Linked DNA regions of Mus musculus: all the other regions are linked to region 3. A link is a contact called in public Hi-C and promoter capture Hi-C data. All regions are on one chromosome and are shown on one strand. Each heading gives the region's core, a stretch centred on a gene start, on an enhancer-like site or on the middle of the called end of the contact. The rest is flanking DNA. Distances are from core to core; before and after follow the strand shown. Region 1 holds the start of Atg16l1 (autophagy related 16-like 1 (S. cerevisiae)). Region 2 holds the start of Snorc (secondary ossification center associated regulator of chondrocyte maturation). Region 3 holds the start of Ncl (nucleolin).

Region 1 (3,629 bases), core at 768-3,267, 1.4 Mb after region 3:
ACACCAGTCAGAATGGCTAAGATCAAAAATTCAGGTGACAGCAGATGCTGGGGAGGATGTGAAGAAAGAGGAACATTCCTCCATTGCTGGTGGGATTGCAAGCTTGTACAACCACTCTGGAAGTCAGTCTGGCGGTTCCTCAGAAAATTGGACATAATACTACCAGAAGATCCAGCAATACCTCTCCTGGGCATATACCCAGAAGATGTTCCAACTGGTAATAAGAACACATGCTCCACTATGTTCATAGCAGCCTTATTTATAATAGCCAGAAGCTGGAAAGAACCCAGATGTCCCTCAACAGAGGAATGTATACAGAAAATGTGATAATTTACACAATGGAGTACTACTCAGCTATTAAAAACAATGAATTTATGAAATTCTTGGATAAATGGATGTATCTGGAGGATATCATCCTGAGTGAAGTAACCCAATCACTATAGAACACACATGATATGCACTCACTGATAAGGGGATATTAGCCCAGAAACTTAGAATACCCAAGATACAATTTGCAAAACACAAGAAAATCAAGAAGAGGGAAGACCAACAGGTGGATACTTCATTCCTCCTTAAAATAGGGAACAAAATATCCATGAAAGGAGTTACAGAGACAAAGTTTGGAGCTAAAAGGATGGACTATCCAGAGACTACCCCACCTGGGGATCCATCCCATAATCAGCCACCAAACTCAGACACTATTGCACACACTAGCAAGATTTTGCTGAAGGGACCTTGGTATAACTGTCTTCCTGGCAAATACAGAAGTGGATGCTCACAGTCATCTATAAGATGGATCACAGGGCCCCCAGTGGAGAAGCTAGAGAGAGCATACAAGGAGCTGAAGGGGTTTGCAACCCTATAGGTGGAACAACAATATGAACTAACCAGTACCCCCAGAGTTTGTATCTCTAGCTGCATATGTAGCAGAAGATGGCCTAGTCGGCCATCACTGGGAAGAGAGGCCCCTTGGTATTGCAAACTTTATTTGCCCCAATTCAGGGGAATGCCAGGGCCAAGAAGTGGGAGTGGGTGGGTATGGGAGCAGGGCGGGGGGAGGGTATAGGGAACTTTCCGGATAGCATTTGAAATGTATATAAAGAAAAATTGTGAATCTCAAAAAAAAAAAAAAAGTGATAATAATACTACCCAAGGCTCCACGGCGAGTGTGTGTGTGTGAGTATGTGTGTGTATGAGTTTACAGTCTGCATTCCTCCAGCCTCAACCTGTGGGCTTTTCTGGAAAACCAGAAGTACCCTAAAAGGTTGAACCAATCTTCCTTGTTTTGAGAGAGAAATGGGTGGCCTTACTCCATGAATTATGCTACTCACCTCCTTTTCATTAAGAAAAAAAAATAAATCCCCAACAAAGATATCTTTTAAAAAAAAATCCACTCCTCTCTTTGGCGTGTTTACTTTGCTAAATTTCTCTTTAAACTGTGTCTCTCAATTGATTCATATCCTTTGAGAGCGTAGTAACCAAAAGACCAAAAAGATGGTTTGAGTCTAGGTGTTTGAGATCAGCCTTGAAGGCACACACAGGCATGAGCTAAAATTCAGTTTGCGTAGGTCTTGGAGGGACGCAGTTGTCTATGTGAAGACAGTTTTGCCATGCAGCAGAGAGAAATTACATTTCACGGCTTTTCACCTTCCGGTTAAATACCATTACTACCCCCATTTTACAGGTTAGGCACCTAATACTTAGGGAGGTTGTCACTCAACGACAATCATTCACTATACACAGGGGAGCTCCCACTTCTGAGCTGAAATTAAAAAAAAAAAAAAAAAAAAAAAAAAAAAGATGCACACACAATGTAAAAGGAGGAAGGAAACAGACACCCCCGGACAAAACCACCCCATTTCCTGTCTTCTTCCGCGAAGCCAGGGTGCCTCCCAGCGGCTGCCTCTCATCACCGACGCTTCCGGCTTCAAGGTTGCGTCATTTGAGAGCGTCCCGCGAAGTCTCGGCCGGGAGCTTGCGCGCGGCCTAGGACGTCGGGCTACGAGGCGGGCCTTCCGGCCTTCTCCAGAATAATTTCCGGCAGAGACCGGAAAATCTTCCCGGATCGCCTCCGGGTGCCCTGTGTGGGAAGGTGAGGTTCCGGCGGCCGGCTTCTGTTCGCTGGCGGCTGGCAGCACGCTGCAGCCTGCAGCCCCCCAGTGTCGGCACGGATCGGCCGCCCTGAGGCGCCGGGGCAGCGTTCGGCATGTCGTCGGGCCTGCGCGCCGCAGACTTTCCCCGCTGGAAGCGTCACATCGCGGAGGAACTGAGGCGCCGGGACCGACTGCAGAGGCAGGCGTTCGAGGAGATCATTCTGCAGTGTGAGCGGCACGCGCGGGCCCGGGGCGGGGAGTGGAACGCGCCGTGGCAGCGAGAACCCCGGCTCCGCCCGCGCGCATGGCGGCCTCGTCGGGGACCTGGCGTCCCGCACGTCTCGAGCCCTTTCGTTGCTTACCTTCCTTCTTTGGCTTAAACCTTAGGCGCGATCATGGAGGGTTCCCCTTTTCCAGGTTCTTTCCACAGACATCGTTTGCAGTTGTAAATCTCGATAACCCAGGCGGCGCCGATGCACTTAGGTAGTCAGGCTCCAAAAACGTCGTGTTTAAGGAATCGAGTTCAAGACAGAGATTGACTTTACGCATTAACTCGAGAGATGGACGTTCTCTTCGGAATGCTGTGGAACTAGTGGTTTTTGACTTCTCAGGCCTCTCCATATTGTTGGTACACATTTGAGTTTTAGGATTTGTCCACTGGGTCATTTGCTATTATTGAAAGCCTTAAGTGAGAAAAAAAGAGTGGTCTCTTCGCCGCTCTTTGCGAATTTTAAGGATCGAAAGTATCTTGTATTCTTAAGGCGGGTTCTCAACGATCATTTTCGTGCCTCGTGTTCCCAATTTAGCCAATCTGTTTCACATTTGAACGAATGCGTTGACACTCCTCGATCCTGAGGTTCCATCTGCTTCCTGAGATAGCCTGGGCATAGTCTTCCTAAGTTTTTGCGGGTAGTGGGATTTGAAATCGTAGTACTGCTATTTGCATTCTGATGGGGATAAATCAGTAGTTATTTACACGTTAGAATCATCTGGGGATGTACTTGACAATCAAAAACACTCCAGACTAATTAAGTCAGTATAAATGACAGAAGATAAAATAGTCCCATACTTTTTTTATGCTTCCTGAGTGGTTCGATTTGCACACACGTTTGAGCATTTTAAGTAATTGGCATGTATTGTTTCATGTTAAATTTTTATGAAGCACCAAGGCCAACGATGATGAAGTTGCAGTATGGGTTAATGTTGGGGCTGAGGTTAGACATTGGTTTTAAGACACTTGTGCATTTGCCTTTGTTGGCTCTCCTGAGGAATGGCTCTTTCTCAGCACTTAGCCCTTTAAAAGGAGAGCAGGAAAGGGACGCTGTCTCTGGTGTGTTGCTTCCTTGCACTCTGGGAGAGCAATGGCTATTAATGTAGCCCAGGAATCTGTTTACACGTTTTATGGGTTCCGTTCTTGTTTCTCTTTAAAAGATAATGTAGTTAAAATCTGACAGATTGGGTCAGAGATCTCACTAGGTCCTTACAGACATTTCTAGTTTGGTGCATCTTTAAAATGGGAGTGAAGATATGCCCTGC
Region 2 (3,559 bases), core at 912-3,411, 1.1 Mb after region 3:
GTGTCTGTGAGGACATGAAGCGCCATGAACCTCAAACTGTTTTCAGACAGTGCGAACCTGAACACTTGCCTGCACTTGGACCCAGAAGGTTCATTTCCAGACACATAGCCAAGAGACACTGGCATCCACAAGGGAGGATGTGCAAGAACATGGAAGCTATATTTGTAAGAACCCCAGTCTGGAAACATCCTGATTACTACGGATGCTCTGAGACACACTCTTAGGGCAGTATATGTCCCAGCACCAGAAGCAAAGATGCCCATCGGTGGGTGTGGGCTTGAGAGGAGCCATGCTGGCATGCCGAGCGTGGTTTTGGCTGATGGGGGCAGAGATTACACACATGTACATGGATACAAGAGTTCGCTGACCTGTACACAAAATTTCTGCACATTTTTTTTTTTTATGATTTGGATATGAAGTGTCATCCCAAAAGGCTCGTGTGTTGAAGGTATAGTCTCCAGCTGGTGGCACTATTGAGAAAAGATTGCATTATGTGTGTGGTAACTTCATTAGTGACTTAGCTGTTTCATCGATGGGTTCACAGCTGAAGGAAGCAGAACCTGGTTGGGAGTAGACCTCAGCATGCTTTTCAAAGTGTGTCTTGTCCCCAGCCAGGTGTGTCTCCCTGCCTTTCTTCCTCTGCTGTGAGAACCGCAGCCTCCCCTGTTCCCTGCCACCACTGTGATGCTCTGCCTCTCCGTAGGCTCAAGCAACAGGACAAGTTGACCAGGACCATAAAACCTGCAGCCATGAGCCAGAGTAAACTCTTTTAAAAAGTCATCTCTGGCACTTTGTCACAGCAACGAAAGGTTGATTCATGCACCTCGTGTGCATGCTTCTCTTCTGAAAATGAACACACAAGGGGGAGCGATATGAAAATTCATAAAAATGTAAGTGCTGTGAAGAACCTTAAAGTGACCCAACGACAGGACACAGGCTGACTGACCAAGCTCAGACCTGGAGAAACATGATGATGAGTGTAGCTACTACTTTCTAGGGAAGAAGATAGAGTGCAAAGGCCCTGGGGCAGGAGCCACGCTAGTATCCTGCAGGAGCCCTATTGTTGGGGCCAGCAGCTGGAACATAGGGAGAGAGCAGGAAAGCAGAGGGAAGACTGGCTAGGGAATTTGCCTTTTTGTTTGGAAAACTATGAAGTAGCAGAGCCTCAGGGGCTTAAGAGACTTGGGGAACTTGCAGGGTGAGCACACCTGTGTGTGTGTGTGTGTGTGTGTGTGTGTGTGTGTGTGTGTGTGCGCGCGTGTGTTGAAGTCCATCTGTGGGTGTAGGCAGAGGCTGAGGAGGCCAATGTGCTTGGTCAGACCTGTTGGGAAGGTAGTGAGCTGAACTCTGAGCCAAGCCCAGGCTTAAAGGTGAAACTGAGTCTCTGGATTAGTGGAGAGTGCCTACAAGAACAAGGGAGCCAGGGAGAAGGACTTGTGCATTGAGACCTTCCTGGAAGGGGCCTAGAGCGGCTGGCCAAGGGGCTTTAATAGAAAATGCCTCACAACCTTAGCTTTAGTAAGGGCCAGTGGAAGGGTCCTGAGCAGGGTCTCCCAGAGTCCTGAGCACAGTGGCTCAAGGCATTTGTTGTGCCTGGGTGAGGCTCCTGTCTTGGGAGGCTGGGAAAGTTTGTACTTTCACTAGTCCAGGAATATGTGTGTGTGTGTGTGTGTGTGTGTGTGAGAGAGAGAGAGAGAGAGAGAGAGAGAGAGAGAGAGACAGAGAGAGTGAGACAGAGAGACAGAGACAGAGAGACAGAGAAGAGAAAGAGGAGGGGAGCAGGGCAGAGACAGAGAGAGAGGAAAGGAACCCTCTCTCTCCCCTCCCCTCCCCTCCCCTCCCCTCCCCTTCTCTCCCTTTCTCTCCCCTTTTCTCTCCTCTCCTCTCCTCTCCTCTCCTCTCCTCTCCTCTCCTCTCCTCTCCTCTCCTCTCCTCTCCTCTCCTCTCCTCTCCTCTCCTCTCCTCTCCTCTCCTCTCCTCTCCTCTCCTCTCCTCTCCTCTCCAGGGTGGGGCTGTTTGGTAGTTCAGGACTGCAGGTCTGTCTGAGTGCGCTCTCTCTCTCTCTCTCTCTCTCTCTCTCTCTCTCTCTCTCTCTCTCTCTCTCTCTGTGTGTGTGTGTGTGTGTGTGTGTGTGTGTGTGTGCATGCGCGTGCATGTGTGAGGGGCGGGCACGGTGTCCCAGGAGGACAGAGTTTGCATTGATGAAAACCCTTCCCAGCTCTTTGAAGCCTCTTTCCCGCTGCCTGAGCCCAGCCGCCTAGTCCTCTGTGTCCCATAAGACTGCTCACTCCCTGCCAGGATGGCATCTTGTCTGGCCCTGCGCGTGGCGCTGCTGCTCATCTCTGGGGTCCTGGCCCCTGCGGTGCTCACAGGTAAGGGGCGCAGGCCCTCAGCTCTGCTGCTACCAACTTCTCAGGGCCAATAACTACCACTGGGACCAGATCCTCCAGTACCTATGGGGTACAAGCCCCTCACACAAGGTGGGATTCCCAGCTGTGGTGATTCTGGGAGACTCCCACAATGCTGGCTGGTAGAAACCGAGTAAGATGATGTATGTTAGCAGCAGGATGGGTGGCCATTGAAAAAGACTTGGGTATCAGGGTCTGGTACATTTGGCTGTCTGATGTTCTTGGGGTAATACTTTGCCGCTAGAACACCTGGAGACTTCTGGACCTGGGAGGCTGGAGGACTCATCAGACATAAGGCAAAGGGCTAAAGGCCAGAGACCCTCTGGGCAGAAAACCCAGAGACTCATGATTCCTTTAAATTCTGCAAACCCTTTCCTTCTGACTTACGACCTAGGTGCTGTCCCCATAGAGATAAATATTTCTTAGAGTCTTTTGCAGGATAGTGAGGAAACTGGACTGAGCCCTAGGTGGCCTCTCTGGGGTCTGAAAAAAACACTGCATGGCAGGCCTGCTCTGGGTCTGCTTCAGAGCAGGGACATAGGCACAGATAGGCTTTGATTATGAGAAAATAAATCTCGCGCAGTTGTTCAGTAGTCTGCAGAAAGGCCTCTGGGTTCCCTGGTTGTCTTACAACATTGCTGCCTGAACTTTAGGGGTGTCTGTGTGTCTACAAAGGAAAGAAGTCACCTCTGTGGTAGAAGCATAGCCTCGGAACTCGCGGCCACACCCCAGGATGGTGACGGTGGTCTGTGGGCCGTTCTACCTCCCCTCAACACCCCAGGAAATAGCTAAAGACCTGACTCTGCCCAGCCTGGCTCATACCTCTCTTGGCCATTTCCTAATCTGTAGAAGGTGGCACCCACTACGCTGCCTCCCTCATAGTGGGATGCTAAGGCCTCACCAGGGCTCAATGCAGGGCTCTGAGGATGGCCAAATGTCCAGTCAACACTCAGTGTTCAGAGTGTGAGCAGGGTTCAAAGCCCGAATGGATTTTGGGGAGAACCATCTCTTCTCATATGTTGGGACACACCCAGCTTCTGGAGTGGGAGCTGTGCTCGGTAATGTAGCCTGAAGTACCCCTGAGTTAGGACTTACAGTGGGAGGAGGCATTTTCTATTGCCTAGGACTTGGAGCTGAGACCCACACCGCTT
Region 3 (3,537 bases), core at 465-2,964:
ATAAGGAGACATGGCTTTCAATACTTTAAAAAAAAAAAAACTGGACTCAGCACCTGAGCTTTTCTAAGAAATCTGATTGAGCATGACCATAACAACGGTCTTGAGACAAGGTTTCACTATGTACTACTCCCTGCTTGCCTGGAACTCAAAATTCTGCCTGTTTCTGTCCCCTGTTTTGCCGACTGTCTTGCAGAAGGAAGGAAGGAAGGAAGGAAGGAAGGAAGGAAGGGAGGGAGGGAGGGAGGGAGGGAGGGAGGGAGGGAGGGAGGAAGGGGCTTGCCATTCAACCATTTACTACATATCCTGTATTTCTAAGACTTCCAGACATTCAATTCCACCGGTTTATTGCTGCAAATAGCTTCTTACCTCCTCTTCTCCACTGCTGTCATCTTCATCTTCTGACATTTCTTCATCTTCACTATCCTCTTCCACCTCCTTTGGAGGAGGAGCCATTTTCTTGGCCTCACCGTGGGTTTTGCCAGCCTACAAACGCACACAAAAATTGCACGCATTTTCAGTCACTTTGCCTTTGGCCACCACCTTTTTCTTACTAAAGGACACAAGCATAAAGACTTCTTCTTGGCCAGGCATGGCATTCTCCTGGCAGTTTTTTCTGCGAACCGCGCATAATTTTTTTTTCCTTCTCACAGATAACTGAGCAGACAGAACTCTACACCAAGAAACAGCCACAGGTTATAAAGTCTCCTAGTCGTGGCCATCTATTTTCTGGCATCTTCCACAAAAAAAAAAAAAAAAAAAAAAAAAAAACCCAGTTAAAGGGATCCCTTTAAGTTATTTGCTGGGGAAGGGGGTATCTCGAAATCACCTCTTAAAGCAGCACCACGTAACCCAACTGCTTCCCACTTTCTCTCGCTTCCAGCCCCACCACGTGGAGTCACCACGCCGCCACCTCAGGGGTCCACCACGTGTCCATCCCGGTCACCGGCAGAGACAGCAGATCGCCGGGCCACCCATCCATCCCCACGCTGCCGTCCCCCTTTCCGGGGTACTACAGACACTCCCCCACTGCCCCGGGTCGCGCGACACGTGCGGGGCTCCGCAGAGCACGTGGCGGGCCGCGCACCAGAGCACGTGCGCGGGGAGGCGGGGCCCCGGGACCGCTCGCCGCCTAAGGTTGGCCCTCTCTTCCCACGCCGTGCCCCTATCCGCTCTCAGCTCCTCCGATCTCTCCTCACACCGTCCCCTCCCGCCCGCTACATCCGAACCCTCGATATCGCCCTCCCGGAAACCTGCCTCCGCTCTTCTCATCCCCCTAAGTCAGAGGGCAAGCACCGCGAGACCTCCCGCTAGTCGCGCGAGACTTTCCCCCCCAGCATGGCGCCCTCGAACGCGCCCGGGATTGCGCGCAAGCCCTCCTCCCCTCCGCGACGGACGGGCGGGCGCGCGCGCGTCCCTCCGAAAGCAGGGGCCTAGTCGTCCGCGTCGGCGCGCCAAGGCCTCTTACCTTTGCGAGCTTCACCATGGTGGCGGATTACGGCGGCGGCGCGTGTGGAGAGCGAGCAGCTCGGAAGAGCTCAGCGGAAGCCACACGAAAGCGACTGCAGTAGCGGGTACCGACGACTCTGGAGCACGTACAACCGCCTGCCAGCTACAGCTAGCGTCTGAGGCAAAAGACTGAGCCTGCCCAGTAATCGCCTCTGGAAAGGCGACGAAGGGGGTCCTCGTGACTTCGGCTCCACCAACCAGAGCTCGCGTCCGTCCCCGGAGCCAACCGCGAGCCTTAACGCGGGGCAGCGTGAGGCGGGCCTAAGGCTTGACGAGGGCGGGGCTCTTAGGGGCGGGGCCTGACGTCTGCTCCTGAGGGCGGGACTCGTTTGGGCCCAGGCGGACGTTGACTGGTCAGTGTGCGGGTCCTTTGAATGCTCCTGAGCGCCGGGCTCTCCCCACGCCTGCGCAGTGGGACGGGCGAGTTTGGCGCGGCTTGTGTGTGAGGCGCGGGTAGGTGGCGGCGTGGCCCGGATTCCCTCAGGTGTTCCGAGGCAGCATGGGCGGCGATGCTCAGGTGGTCTGGGCGTTTCTCGGTGCTTTCCCCCGCGCCGCGTGGTCCTGCTGAAGAACGCCGGAAGGCCTAGGGTTCCCTCGGGCTGATGAGCGGGCCTCGGCCTGTTCTCCGCGGAGTCGCGAACGGCTTCTTGGCTATGATGCGAGTCCCCGCTTTCCTGAGAGCTCCTAATAAAAGCAGTTGTGCGTGTGTGTGTGTACGAGCAGTGCACAAGCGATCCATGTAATGTCGGTGACCTCTCGCGGTAGGTATAACTCCAGGTTCAGAGAGGTGACTTCCTGGTGTGGTGGGGAGAAGTACTCGGCCCGCCTGTGACCACGCTCACAGGTTCCCTCCATGGCGGGGGGAACGAGAGAGTTGTCTGGCGTTGCTTTAAATGGATTGCAACCAACTGGTTCCAAGCATAGCACACAGGCGCCCTTCATCAGCTAACAACATCCACTAGAAATGACCTGTGGAGTTTTCGTCCGGAGTTGAGATAGGACTTTATTCTTTACTGTCCTAGAGCACACATGTAGACCATGTTAGCCTCGACCTGTATCGGCACGCCTGGCCCGACCTAGGAGATGTTATTTTATGAGACAGGTTTTCTCTGTGTATTCCTGGCTGCCCTGGGACTCACGCTGTAGTCCAGGCTGGCCTTGAACTCAGAGATCCCCCTGCCTCCCTAGTGCTGTGATTAAAGTCATATGCCATCATACCTGACTTCAACCTCGGGAGATTTTAATGCGAGTGGGATGTGTTGAGTCCCCAAGTTTTTTTATCTGAACTCGGGCCTTTGGAGATAAGTAGAAATAGTCACTGTGTGATGCTTACTTACTACGGCCTTCCCAACGCGGTGGAGGGCAGCCACAGCTACACACCAGTGCGCTCTTGTCAGGGCAGGAGATGGCGAACCCGAGTTGTGGTGTGGGGGCATTGTCTTTATAGCGAGACCGGTCACACCTTGTACTGTATATTATGGAACCAAGGGAGACTCTTGGGTAGAGAGGTAGGAAGGGTGGTGTGAGGAAGACTCTAGATATTTCCAAGCAGAGCAAGCTAAAGGCATTCGGGAGGAGACAAGAAGATGAGCTGTGAGTGTGAAATGACTTGGGTGACATGGCTTCCTTTGTCAATCCAATCTATCTGTATGGGCTATCCTCAGCCCTCTGGTGTACAGTGCCACTAAGAGACCTCTGCTTGCACCCAAGGTTAGTTACACTCTCAGATATCAGCTGCCTAGTACTTTTCTTGGCCATTTATTGTTCATTTGCCCCTTCCCCAGACAGCACAGACTGTTGTCTGCTTTATTCTTGGTACCTAAAGCATTGCCTGGCATATGATAGTGTTGGAAATTACTTGCTAACTGGAGTGAACAGAAGTTTGAGTGCACCAGCAGCAGGGACAGCTTGCAGGATTTGGTGTTTCTGTGGAATCAACACCTAATCCATGTGTGATGCTTATACAAATTATAATTGAATATAACCATATCATATTGGATCCCCAATATCCCTGTAGAAAGCATGGGGTGG

The links. Promoter capture Hi-C pulls out the DNA fragments that hold promoters and counts their contacts. Hi-C and Micro-C count contacts between places; a contact is called where the count stands out from the background.
Region 1: a contact with region 3 is called in a Hi-C map of B cells, with 7 read pairs. The contact joins the promoter of Atg16l1 here to the promoter of Ncl in region 3. A contact is called at or near these places in 2 of 39 promoter capture datasets (hippocampal neurons and pre-B cells), 3 of 484 Hi-C or Micro-C datasets (B cells, CD8 T cells and muscle stem cells), 2 of 115 datasets of contacts at active chromatin or transcription factors (astrocytes and thymic regulatory T cells) and 2 of 9 other capture datasets (adipose tissue and liver).
Region 2: a contact with region 3 is called in a promoter capture Hi-C map of pre-B cells, with 2.0 times the contacts expected there. The contact joins the promoter of Snorc here to the promoter of Ncl in region 3. A contact is called at or near these places in 2 of 39 promoter capture datasets (liver and pre-B cells).

What each region holds. Positions count from the first base shown.
Region 1 is chr1:87,753,994-87,757,622 of GRCm38.p6, forward strand. Atg16l1 (autophagy related 16-like 1 (S. cerevisiae)) reads left to right here and starts at 2,018. Exons shown (of 18, transcript NM_029846.4): 1 at 2,018-2,321. The coding sequence starts at 2,207. Gm33517 (predicted gene, 33517) reads right to left here and starts at 1,753. Exons shown (of 4, transcript NR_157047.1): 1 at 1,332-1,753.
Region 2 is chr1:87,468,040-87,471,598 of GRCm38.p6, forward strand. Snorc (secondary ossification center associated regulator of chondrocyte maturation) reads left to right here and starts at 2,162. Exons shown (of 3, transcript NM_028473.2): 1 at 2,162-2,372. The coding sequence starts at 2,300.
Region 3 is chr1:86,357,741-86,361,277 of GRCm38.p6, forward strand. Ncl (nucleolin) reads right to left here and starts at 1,715. Exons shown (of 14, transcript NM_010880.3): 1 at 1,466-1,715; 2 at 367-483. The coding sequence starts at 1,483. C130036L24Rik (RIKEN cDNA C130036L24 gene) reads left to right here and starts at 1,844. Exons shown (of 2, transcript NR_015507.3): 1 at 1,844-2,267.